Linked DNA regions of Sus scrofa: regions 1, 2 and 4 are each linked to region 3. A link is a contact called in public Hi-C, HiChIP or PLAC-seq and promoter capture Hi-C data. All regions are on one chromosome and are shown on one strand. The core of a region is the stretch at or near the end of the contact, and the rest is flanking DNA. Distances in the headings are between cores, read along the strand shown. Region 1 has its middle 82 kb from the start of MGME1. Region 2 has its middle 110 kb from the start of BANF2. Region 3 holds the start of RRBP1 (ribosome-binding protein 1). Region 4 has its middle 110 kb from the start of MGME1.

Evidence for each region. Promoter capture Hi-C pulls out the DNA fragments that hold promoters and counts their contacts. Hi-C and Micro-C count contacts between places; a contact is called where the count stands out from the background. HiChIP or PLAC-seq counts read pairs in DNA pulled down with a chosen protein or histone mark.
Region 1: a promoter capture Hi-C map of liver shows a contact between it and region 3, with 17 times the contacts expected there. The contact joins the enhancer-like site here to the promoter of RRBP1 in region 3. A contact is called at or near these places in 2 of 5 promoter capture datasets (both in liver), 9 of 47 Hi-C or Micro-C datasets (embryonic fibroblasts, epiblast stem cells, fetal heart ventricle and 3 more) and 1 of 2 datasets of contacts at active chromatin or transcription factors (skeletal muscle).
Region 2: a Hi-C map of skeletal muscle shows a contact between it and region 3, with 6 times the contacts expected there. The contact joins the enhancer-like site here to the promoter of RRBP1 in region 3. A contact is called at or near these places in 2 of 5 promoter capture datasets (both in liver), 4 of 47 Hi-C or Micro-C datasets (embryonic fibroblasts, heart right ventricle and skeletal muscle) and 1 of 2 datasets of contacts at active chromatin or transcription factors (skeletal muscle).
Region 4: an H3K27ac HiChIP or PLAC-seq map of skeletal muscle shows a contact between it and region 3. The contact joins the enhancer-like site here to the promoter of RRBP1 in region 3. A contact is called at or near these places in 3 of 5 promoter capture datasets (fetal liver, fetal skeletal muscle and liver), 10 of 47 Hi-C or Micro-C datasets (alveolar macrophages, fetal liver, heart right ventricle and 5 more) and 1 of 2 datasets of contacts at active chromatin or transcription factors (skeletal muscle).

What each region holds. Positions count from the first base shown.
Region 1 is chr17:26,297,758-26,300,749 of Sscrofa11.1, forward strand. No RefSeq gene overlaps it. Among named protein-coding and RNA genes, the nearest start is that of MGME1, 82 kb to the right of the region's middle. Within about 2 kb of position 1,659, at least 39 of the 83 cell types and tissues checked have an H3K27ac peak or open chromatin away from gene starts, as enhancers often do. A contact at or near this core is called in fetal liver and liver, where this site is marked.
Region 2 is chr17:26,250,030-26,253,003 of Sscrofa11.1, forward strand. No RefSeq gene overlaps it. Among named protein-coding and RNA genes, the nearest start is that of BANF2, 110 kb to the left of the region's middle. Within about 2 kb of position 1,587, at least 21 of the 83 cell types and tissues checked have an H3K27ac peak or open chromatin away from gene starts, as enhancers often do. A contact at or near this core is called in embryonic fibroblasts and skeletal muscle, where this site is marked.
Region 3 is chr17:26,118,984-26,121,797 of Sscrofa11.1, forward strand. It overlaps RRBP1 (ribosome-binding protein 1), which reads right to left and starts at 1,271. Exons shown (of 24, transcript XM_021078037.1): 1 at 975-1,271.
Region 4 is chr17:26,268,846-26,271,625 of Sscrofa11.1, forward strand. No RefSeq gene overlaps it. Among named protein-coding and RNA genes, the nearest start is that of MGME1, 110 kb to the right of the region's middle. Within about 2 kb of position 1,501, at least 39 of the 83 cell types and tissues checked have an H3K27ac peak or open chromatin away from gene starts, as enhancers often do. A contact at or near this core is called in fetal liver, fetal skeletal muscle, liver and 4 more, where this site is marked.

The sequences.
Region 1 (2,992 bases), core at 409-2,908, 180 kb after region 3:
CCTTGCGGCTTATTACTGTGGCTCTCAGAGCTCATTAACAGTCTTGGGGAAAGGAGGTAAGATGATAAAAATAGTGTAGAAAGTCACCTGAAAGGGATGCCTGGTGGCACCTTGTCCCTTAGTCTGATCATAGCAGGCAATGTTGGGGTGCTTTTCTAGGGACTCTTTTTTGGAAGGCCCCCCACCCCTTGCTGATGATGAAGCAGCAGGCAACCAGGTTTGAAACAGATGACCCCACCCCTTGGTGGGTGGGGGGACAGGACTTAAACTCAGAAAGACCCAACCACAATCAGGGGATGCTGACTCTGGAGTGGTAAGAACATGTAAACTTGGGGCCCAGGTTGTTACCATAACAACCCAGAGTCTGTTGCCTGCTGCATCTGCAGGAGCAGAGCCTCTAAGACACAGTCTGCAGGGAAACGGGAGCAAACTGGCAGAGAAGTGACCGCAGGCCCAGTGCCTGGCAGCCTCTGACCCCTAAGGCCACAGTCCAGGTCCCTCTGAGGAATCTCTTCTCCCTTGCATTCCCTTGAACCGCTCTCTGCTCCTTGCCCCCAAACCAGCTTCAAGGAGCATGATGAGCCACAGGTTATTTCTTCCTTAACAACCACTCTCCCTGCATCTGGGCAAGGTTTGCAGGAGCATCACTGAATAAAGATTCAACAAATGAGTGAACAATGAATGATACAAGATGCCGTCATCTCGCTTCTTTCAGAAAGACCCAGGACATTCCAATCCATCTCCCACATGTATCTTAATTAAATGCCAATGGCTCCCTTTCACTGGACACTCATCATGTGCCGGACACTTGTGCTGAGCCCTGTGAGTTTCAGAGGCAGCTCTGAGTCAACTGCCTGAGTTTGATACCTGGCTCTGCCTCCTACCCACTGTGTGACCTTAGGGAATTTACTTAACCTCTCTGTGTCACTTTCCTCACTCATAAAATGGGAACAAAGACTTAAAAAGTTGTGGGGATTCAGTGCGTAAAGACAGGCAAAGCCCTAAAAATGATGTGTAACACTAAGCGCTCTATAAATATTAGATATAGTCTTCAAAACATCCTTCAGAAGCTGCTTACACGTATTATCCCCATTTCAGAGATGGCAAGCTGATGCTTAAAGATGTTAAGTCCTTTACTGAGCTGGTAAGTAGTGGGACTGGGGTTCAAACCCATGGCTGATTCCAGAACCTGTTTGCAGAACCATTATGTCATGCAGTTTAAATATTTGGTGTGCATTTACAAGGTACACGGTGAGAGGTGCTGGAGATACCATTGTCACCAAAACACACCCAGTTCCCTCCCCCCACCCCGCCCAGCCTCCCCATGAAGCCAGCTTCCCAGCTACACGTCCTCACTAGAGGCTGAACTGGCCGGCCCTCCGAGCACTCCCGCTCACCAAAGGGATGCCCATCTTCCGGGCCAGCCGTTCAAGGGTCAGGAAGGAAGAAAAAAATCCATCACAGTAGAGACACCCTCTTGGGGGGTGGCTGGTGTCTCCGAGAGTGCCCGCTGCCTCACTCACAGAAGCCGGCAATGTTGAAATCCCTCTTTTAATAAAGTATAGTCCGAGCTGGAGCAAACCCGTAGGGTGACGTGGTCCTGCCCTCCCCAGGCTTGTTGGCAGCGACCGAAGAGCCTGCCACAGGCAGCCACGTAGCAGAACCAGCCTTCCGGTCCGGTCCCGGCCCCGCCCGCCAGCGGCTGCCCACCAGCCCCGGCTGAGCCCAGGGGAGGGGCTGCTCACCAAGCCCCGCCCCCAAGTGTCAGTTCCCACCCCCCCAGCCCCACCCACTCACCCACCCACCCAGCTGACCACTCCCCGGGGTCCTCTCTCCCTTGGCATCCTCTCTCCCTTGGCATCCCCAGGCCTCTCTCTCGGGCGCCAATTACTCCTGCAGCCACCTCTTCCCTGCGGATCCACACTCAAAGATCCCTCACCTCACCAGGCAGGCAACCCCTCCAGGCTTTCTTCCTTATCCATTTAGAGCCGTCATAGTCCCCAGGCAGTCAAGAGCATACACTCCAGCATCAGACTGGCTGGGTTCAAATCTCTGCTCGTTGGCTTTGTGACTTTGGGAAAGTTACTTCATCTCTCTGGGCCCCCGTCTTTCCATCTGTAAAGCGGGAATGAGTGTAACAAGTACCCACTCGACAGGGTTATTGTGAAACTTAAATGACACAAATAAAAGGCCTGGTTTAAATCAGTGCTTGTTTCCCACAGGCATAAAAAGGAATAATTAGTCTTATTTATTTGTTTATTTATTTATTTATTTTTTAGGGCTGCACCAGCAGCATATGGAGGTTCCCAGGCTAGGGGTCCAATCAGAGCTATAGCTGCTGGCCTACACCACAGCCACAGCAACGCCAGATCCTAGCCATGTCTGCAACCTATACCACAGCTCATGGCAATGCTAGATCCTTGACCCACTGAGCAAGGCCAGGAATCAAACCTGCATCCTCATTGATGCTGGTCAGATTCGTTTCCACTGAGCCATGACAGGAACTCTGAAAAGGAGTAATTAGAATATGGAGGCCAGTCTTCCCAGGGAGACTGACCGTGGCCAAAGGAAGGCCGTTTCCAGGGACTGGAATTGAGATTTTTCTCTAGAACAGACACCATGGAGCAGGAGGTGGAGGGGCCTCTCTCTGTATTCTAGATACCGCAAAGGCACGTAAATTCCATGATCAATGTTTGTTTATTGAGAAGTTATTGAGCACCATCTGTGTGCCAGGCACTGAGCCGATAAAATGGGTAAACCACAGCCTCCTACAGATCAAGGAGCCCTCAGAATCCAGAGGCACCAAGCAACATCTGGCTGAAGGCAATACAGAGGATTATAAGAATGCTACAAAAGTTTCCCCTGCAGCCAGAGGGTTAAGAATAGACCGCAGCAGCTCACTGCAGAGGCACGGGTTCAATCTCCAACCCAGGAACTTCCATATGCCATAGGTGTAGCCATAAAAAGAAAAAAAAAAGTGCTAAAGAAACAG
Region 2 (2,974 bases), core at 337-2,836, 130 kb after region 3:
GGTAGCTTTGTAGAGAAGGTAGTAAGTTCTTTCAAAACAGGATTTCTCTGAAAACCCAGAGCAGTGCTTCCTACACTTTAGTGTGAGGCAGAATCGCCCAGAGAGCTTATTGAAACGCAGATGCTGAGGAGTTCCCTTGTGGTGCAGAGGGCTAAGGATCTGGTATTGTCACTGCAGCAGCTTGGATCGCTACTATCGCACAGGTACTATCACACATGACATGGGTACAGCCAATAAAACACACAGAGGCTGAGCCCTATGTCCTGCCTCCGACCCACTGGATCCAGAGTAAAGACTGAGAATTTGCATTTCTAACAAGTCTGGCTGGTCCAGGAGCCAGACTTTGAAAACCATTGGTCTAGAGGGAAAAGGAGAACATGGATGGATGACAGGGTGACAGGACAGGGTGGGGCCTGCAGGGGGAGCAGCTGGGTGGTGGTCCTGATCAAGGTGACTGGGTCATACTGGTCCTGGGCTTTGGGTTTCACCCATGAATGATGCCCAAGGCCGCAGGCCTGAGAATGAGCCTTGCTGTTCCATCTCTCATGGCTGCACAGCAATGTGAGTGTACGAATGCCACTTAAAAACAGGAAAATATTGTAAGTCAGCCATAATGGAAAAAATAAAAATCAGTATAAAAAACCCAGGAAAATAGTAAACATTATGTTATGTATATTTTACTATAATAAAAATTATGTGTGTGTGTATGGTTTTTCGGCAATTTGCTATTGCAGCCCCAGGAAACTAATACACCCATCGTAAAAATAATTGGTCGAAAAATAAAGGGAGAAATGGAAGATGCTTTTGAAGGTAACAAGAACTATAGAAAAAGCTCTGACCTACATCTGTGCTTCTCAGACCTAAGCTGGCCTCCCCAACAATGGCGAGCGGGTGTCTGCCAGCATTTCCTGTATCATAAACCCACATCTCAGCCTCCTCCAATCACTTGACTTGATGGCTCATGGAGAGCCAGCTGGGAGAAACCCGCCAGGCCCTTGGGAGGCCAGGGCTGGAATTCCCAGGCCATGTTCCCTGGGTGGGCTCCCGCTGTAACCCCAGAGGAAAAGGAGTGACAGGTCCTCAGAGTCCCCTATGTCACAGCGGGGTGAAAGTCTGACTCTGGCTCCCCATCCAACCCAAACAGAAGCCAAGCACTGTGTGCTGGGACACCCCAGCTCTTCGCTGGGAACAGGGCTTGCCCCCCAGTGGCTCCTCCCTGGACCACTGGCCCTGCCTTTGCTGGTTTGGGTCCAATAGGGGCTTCTCTCCAAGGGTGGGAAACGGAAAGAAGGAGATCCACTCCAGCTGTTATTTGATGCTGCCAACAGCTGGCCTAGCCACCGTCCAGCCAGCCGAGTCTCCTCTCTCCCCTGGGGGGAAGCATTAGGGTCTCTACAGCTCAGCCAAGATGGGGTGGGCTTTCCCCTGCTCATTCAGGCCTGGGCATCCCCACTGAATTAGGAGGGGCCCCAGCCTCTATGTCACAGTGACCAGAAAATCAAGAAGCATCAACTCAGAGCCTCTCAAGAATGGCCCTCTGTCCGCGGAGGAGGCGGCTGCGTCAGCAATGAAAGAGGCTCCTCCCCAAACGTCCCTGGCGGGCCAGTGCCCCAGCAACCCAGCCCCACACGGTTTACCTCATGGGCTCAGAATTTCCTACTGAGAGCGGAAAAACACGATCTGGAGCCCGCCTCTGTCCAGAGAGAGGATGAGCAGCACAGCCGCGAGGCTCCCCGGAAGCTGGAAAACGTCGGGGCTCCAAATGCATAAACCGTACCCCCTCAGGCTGACTTTGAAAATGATTTCCTACATCCGAGCTTCCATCACCCTTTGATTTTTTTTCTTTTTCTTTTTTTTTTTTTTTTTTTTTCTCTTTTTAGGACTGCGCACATGGCATATGGAAGTTCCCAGGCTAGGGGGTCCAATCAGACCTGTAGCCGCCAGCCTACACCACAGCCAATGCTGGATCCAAGCCGTGTCTGTGACCTTCACCACAGCTCACAGCAACGCTGGATGCTTAACCCACTGAGCGAGTCCCAGGATCGAACCCACATCTTCATGGATTTCTAGTCAGGTTCGTTAACTGCTGAGCCACAACGGGAACTCCTGATTCTTTCTTTAAATCATAACCAAATTGAATTTTTTCAATTTGGCCAAGAGACATGGTCCTCCCTGACACCCCAGCCAGACCCGCCCCTCTGGCCTGTGCCCCAACCTGCGACGTCTAGGCCCCTTGTCTGCTGGCAACAGGGCAAAAAGACTCCTAAGTGTGGAGCTGAAGCTGCAGTGGGCAGCGGGCAGTGGGGGATGGTGCTCCTGGGTTGGAGGAGGCCAGGGCTGAGCCCAGGACAGGGCTGGGCTGTCCGCTAGTCTCAGCTTCATCATTAGTTTCTTGTTAAGGGGGTCGGGATGGGGCCCTGAAGCCACTTCCTTCCCCTTCTAGAAGGTCCCACCACCTGATTCTCGAGCAACTGGAGTCTCTATATCCAGCAGCCTTGCAGTTTGCCCAGCTATGCAGCCACTTGCATTTAGTCCAAGCTGGGAATGAGTTTGAGATGGGTCAGGCTATTAGCAGCTCTCCTAAAAGCATGAACATTTTGCATCTTTCTTAGCACGTCCATCCCCACCTCCACTCTTCTATGGACAATAATCTCCGAGGGACGCCATGTGGCTGTCGTGGCTTCAGCCAGACCTGGGGCCCAGCCCTGTCTCAGCCACAGTCAGCTGTGCAGGTGGGTCTGCCCTTGTACATGGAAGCCCACACACCATGTGTCCAAATACCTAAATGTTATAAATCAAGCTAACGAGCTGTTTAGTAAAATATGTTCCATGCCCCTACCTGGACTGTATTCTTCCAAAAGACCTGGGAGTCCAGGTTTGAATTCAGAATTCTTAGGCTCCATGGAGATCGACTCCAGCATGAGGCAGGGTAGAGAGAGCGGACCCAGGCCACGGCCTGGCCCCTAGTCTGGCC
Region 3 (2,814 bases), core at 21-2,520:
CTTCCCCTGCCCAGGGCGCGGCCAGGGAGCCTGGCGGCCCTGGGCGGGCGCCAGGCCGGGTGCCAGCGTGCTTGGCCGGCCGGGCCGGAGATGCCGCTTCCGCCTGGGCCTGGCACCGCAAGTCCATTCATCGTGGCGCGAAGGGGCGGGCCAGGAATGGCTCGGGGTGCCCCAGTCCCCGCGCCGGGAGCCCTCGCGCCTGGGTTCGCGCAGCCCGGCCGGGGAAAAGGCGCCCCCGGCCCCACCGCCAGGGGGAGCAGGGAGACGCCTCCAGCACTTCGGGAAGTTGCCACCGCGGCCGCCGGGCGTCCGGACCTGGACCGTCCCGGTCCCCGCACGGCGTCCCCCGCAGCCCTAAGTCCCCTGCCCGCCCCGTCGGGGCCGCCCGGACCCCGCCGCGCCCCCGGGTCGCAGCCTGCAGCCAAGCGCTCTCACCCGGCGGGGGCCCCCATTCAATCCCGCCCCCTCCCCCCGGCCGGCCTCCGCCGCCTTCCGCCCGCCCCCCCACCCCCTCCAGCCCGGACTCCAGCCCGGCAACGTCATCCGGCCGCTTCCCGAAACTTAACCCCTTCCTTCGCCAGCTGTGGGCCGCCCCGCCCCGCCGCCAACTTTCTTCACCCAACTTCGGTGCGCGCCAGCCGGCCCGACGGCCCGGCGGGGAAGGAGGGGTGGCCACGTCGCGCAGCGGGGCCGCCGCAGGTCCAGCCGACGGCGAGGGGCGTGGGGTCCACACTGCGGACGCGTTCGGCCGACGCCCCTGCACGGGGTTCGGTTCAGCACACGCCCCCCCCCCCAGGCCTGTCCCAACCCCGAGGGTCCACGGCCATAGCGACGGCGGGCGGCGCCGCCGGGGGAGGGGCCGCCAAGGAGACGTGTCACTCGCGGCGCGGCCGGCCCCGGCCCCAGCCTCGGCGCCCCGACGGCCCAGCCCGCGAGCCGCAGCTACTGCTGCAGGGCCGGGCCAAGTTTCTTACCTGCAGCGGGAGACGCGGGAGGGAGAGCGAGAGGGCAGGAGCCGCCGCCGCCGCCGCCGCCGCCGCGAAACCGGGAAAGAGGAGACGGCTGAGCCTCCGCCGAAAAGCCGCTTCCGAGCAGCTGCAGGCGCCGCGACCTCGACGCCGCCCGCCCCGTCTGCCGTCCGCTCCGGCCGCTCGCTGGCTGCGTGCGCGCGTGTGGAGTCGTGGCACTTTCTGCCTCGGAGCTGGCGAACGGCCCCCTCCGCCAGGATCGCCGCCTCCTGCCTTCCCCACCCGGGCCAGCCATTCATCGAGTCGCCTCTCCCCATTGGTCCGCGCCCCGCCACTCTGCCTGTCGCTGGCCAGTCAGAACGCGGGAAGCCGAGACGCTGCGGCGGCCATTGGGCGGAGAGGAGGGTCTCCGCCTCGGCCAATGGGAGAGGGGAGGAGCTGCGGGGAGTCGCGGGGGCGGGGCCATGGAGGGGCGGAGCCGAGCGGCGCGACGCTCGGGCCGGCGCGGGGGCGGGGCGGGGCCGGAACGCCCAGCCAAAAGGGGGAGGGGGCGCCGGCCGGCCCCGCCCACTCCGGGCCCTCGGCCCTGCTTGCAGTCACTGTCAGGGGGCCGGCTCTGACCCAGCTGGACCCGGAAGGTTCGAATCCCGGCGGCGCTGCGCCTGCGCCCCTGAACCCCTCCAGGCTGAGGTGGCGGTGGGTGTCACCCTGAGCAGGGTTGCGCAACACAGGAACAGCCGCGAGAAATGCTTTATTTAAAACCAGCTAACTGCCCCCGCAGCAGCGCCCCCTCCGGGCCCTGGATGTGAGGACAAGTTCTGCTGGCGGTCAGTCCCGAGAGGGCACGTCGCTATCTTCAAAGATATTTCAGTCAGCACCAGAAGGAATTTTCCTGAGTAAATGGAGGAATCGGGGGCGGAAAGGCCAGATGGTGCACAAAGAATGGAGGTGAACGTCAGTGCACCCATTTTTAGGGAGGGTACAACTGAGGCACAGTCTGAGTTACTCGTCCAAACCACAGCTGGCAGAACAATAATTGCAATTCTATTTAGGGCGTTTTACTCTTTGCAATGGAGAGGGTGAAAGGGCCTGACCCAGATAAACTCACCCACTTCCCAGAAAACTGAGCAAATGGTACTTCGTTACAAGACTTCCTCCCCCCCTTCCACCCAAGTAAGCCAACACTCTTCATAACCAAATAAGACTTTCAATTAAGATAATTTTAGGCCTGCTTTTTAACCATTCTCTCAGTGTCTCTTAAAGCTAACTCTGAACATTGAGCCAAAACCAGTTTCTTTGAAATTAAGGTTTTCTGAGAGGCCAAAGGGCGGCTGCCAGCTAATCTGCTCCATACCACTTCTCCCCAACCCCCTGGCTGCAGAACCTCTTCCTAATATCTGTTTCTTAGACAATTTCCCGTACCCCCTTCCCCTTTGAACAAGTTGTTGGAAAGATGTGGAAATAAGTCATCATGAGGAAATAAAGAGCAGCTGAGTTGAAATTAACCATTCATTCCTATTTTTAATCTCAGCAGTTCCCTAGCACATTAATGATTAATCAATAGGAATTAACCTGGGTTAGCTTTTGACATTCAGTCTTTTTCCAGTGGTGAGCCCCAGCTTGACATGAAAGTCAAGAATCCCAGTTTTGGAGTTCTTGTTGTCGCTCAGCGGGTTAAGAATCCGCCTAGTATCTGCAAAGATGTGGGTTTGATCCCTGGCCTTGTTCAGTGGGTTAAGGATCTGGCATTACTGCAAGCTCTGGTATAGGTCACAGCTGCAGCTTGGATCCTAAGTTGCTGTGGCTGTGGTAGAGGCTGACAGCTGCAGATCTGATTTGACCCCTC
Region 4 (2,780 bases), core at 251-2,750, 150 kb after region 3:
TGTGCGCGCACGCGCGCGCGCGCGTGTGCATGCACCTTACATATAACATGTAGGTAGCTTGCATTTAAAACATATATATGTTGGAGTTCCCGTCATGGCTCAGTGGTTAATGAACCCGACTAGTATCCATGAAGACACGGGTTTGATCCCCGGCCTCGCTCAGTGGGTTAAGGATCCAGTGTTGCTGTGAGCTATGGTGTAGGTCGCAGATGCGGTTCGGATCCTGAGTTGCTGTGTCTGTGGTGTGGGCTGGCAGCTGTAGCTCTCATTTGACCCCTAGTCTGGGAACCTCCATATGCCACAACAAGGGATATGAGCCACATCTGACCTACACCACAGCTCACAGCAACGCCGGATCCTTAACCCACTGAGCGAGGCCAGGGATCAAACCCACATCCTCATGGATACTAGTCAGGTTCTTAACCCGATGGGCCACAACAGGAACTCTGAAAAGCAATATCTTTTTAAAGCCTTTACACTTGGCTAGATCAGCCATATCTTCTTCGTGAAGGAGTTCAGTCCCACCAATCAGAAACCAAATTCCATGGGAACCCCAAAGGTGATGCAGGCGTGGAAACAGGGAGCCTCAGGGAGTCTGTGCCATCCCATTTGAGGACATGGCAGATCCAGAGTGAAGCCAGCCTGAAACCCAGTGAGTGTGCTTTTGGCAGCTCTGCTCAGGCAGAGGGAGATTGGGGGTGTGGAGAGAGGCGGGGTGGGCCATCCCGAGCTAAGAGCCAGAACGTCCCAGAGAAGATGAAGAAGGACCTTGGGGCCTTCCTCATGAAAGGAGGGCCTGGACATGACTCAGGGAGGTAGGGTGGTGCTGCTGAGAGGGGGCTGGCTCAGCCCAGGGTGGAGAGGGGGTGTGGACAGTCTCTTCCCAGACAAGGGCCTGGGCCCACAGCCTCTAAGAAACACGGATGCCCCAGCAGGCTGGAAGCAGGCCCCTCCAGCCACATTTCTGTCCAGACATTGGCTTGCTTTTGCTGGCCTCCACGCCAGGCTGGGCTGAGTCAAAGAATTCCAGAGGACAGGCAGCTCCTGCACCCGGCCCACCAAGCCAACCTTCCCCCAGACGTGCGGTCAAATTGGACACAGAAGTCTGCACTCTGTAACCTTGCCCATTTCTCTGCGCCCAGGTTTCCCCCTCTGTGTCTCAGCTAAGTGCTCCTTTTGGAAATTTTCAGCCCTTTTATGGCATAGTTAAGGGGAAAGGAATTTTTCCAGAACTCAGTCAAAGATGTTGGCTTAGCTGGGTTGGAAGGGGAGGGCAACCTCAGGGAGAAGTATTAGAGGGGGGCTGGGCTGTTTGTGGGGGACAATGTGAGACTCTGGCAAGTGGGGCTGGGCTCCCCTTGCCTGGACCACCCTCCCCAGGGGCCACTGGTCCTGAGCCTCCTTTGCCTACAAAAGACCACAGCTTTCTAGTCTTTGGTCATCCTGAAATCTCACCATCCCTCAAGTCTCTTCCTCCTGCCCCACCCCCTAGCACTGTCACAAGTGCTCCCATGTGCTCTGGGCCCCTGGGCCCCCCTCCTCCTTCCCGCAGCTTGTCTAAACCTCTCTCTCTGGCTAAACTGGAGAGAAAAATTATTGGGAAAAGGAACTCTTGGGGATCTACCCCCCTGCTAAAGTTGTTGAGAGCAGCTCGGAGGAAACCAAGCAAATTCCATAGAGACTGCTGCCCTGCCTGGACTCCGGGGGGCTTCCTGCCACCGGCTGGGCGGGGTGGGGGGCTGTCTTCAGAGCCGGATCCAGGCTCCCGTCAGATCCCTCATCCCAGACCTCTGCCCGAGACTTTGCTCTCTCCACGCTGGCTTCTTCCTCCCATTGCTTGTTGACTTCCTGCCAAACCATTTCCCTCCTGGCTCCAAACTTCTGTCGGGAAAGAAATGAAATCAGCACTTGGAGAGTTGGGAGGGGAAAAACAGCTGCTCTGAACAAAATGGGATTGGGGGAGGGGCAGCCAAGCAGCTGGATCTTGGTGGAAAAGGAAGCGTCTGGTGGGGGCACAAAGCTTAGAGCAGGAGGGGCAACTCCAAATGCCCAATGGGCCCAGCAGGCACCACGATAGAGGCATCCTAATGGCATCTTGAACTGTATTCTTCAGATACAGACACATCCTGTATCCACATGACCCATCCTCAGGCCATGCCTTGAGAGGTGAGTAGGATATCTTTCCTCTTCATTCTCCTATTAAGAGAAATGAGAGCGCATATGTTTGGGACACACTAGGGAGTAGTGGGGACTATGGCATCAGGCTACCAGGTAAAATTGCTCAGGATGGGTAAGCTCTGTGGCACCACCAGTCATGGCCATGGGGAAGGTGAGTCTCTGATGGCAAATCTGACCTAGAGGAGTTCCTGCTGTAGTTCAGCCATAATGAATCCAACTAGCACCCCTGAGGATGCAGGTTCGATCCCTGGCCTCCTTCAGTAGGTTAAGGATCTGGCATTGCCTTGAGCTCTGGTGTAGGCTGCAGATGTGCCTGGGATCTCACGTGGTTATGGCTGTTGTGTAGGCTGGCAGCTGCAGCTCTGATTCTACCCCTAGCCTGGGAACTTCCATGTGCCACAGGTGCAGCCCTAAAAACAAACAAAACAAAACCTGACCTAGAGATCTGGTAAAAATCACCTGAGGTTTGTTTGTTTTGTTTTGTTTTTTGATAGGCAAGGAATAGATTTATTACTATAGGACACTTGTGAGAGATACAAGTGGGCAGTCAAAGAAGCAGTGCCTGAGATTTAAATGTTTAAGGCACTGGCAGGTCAGCACAG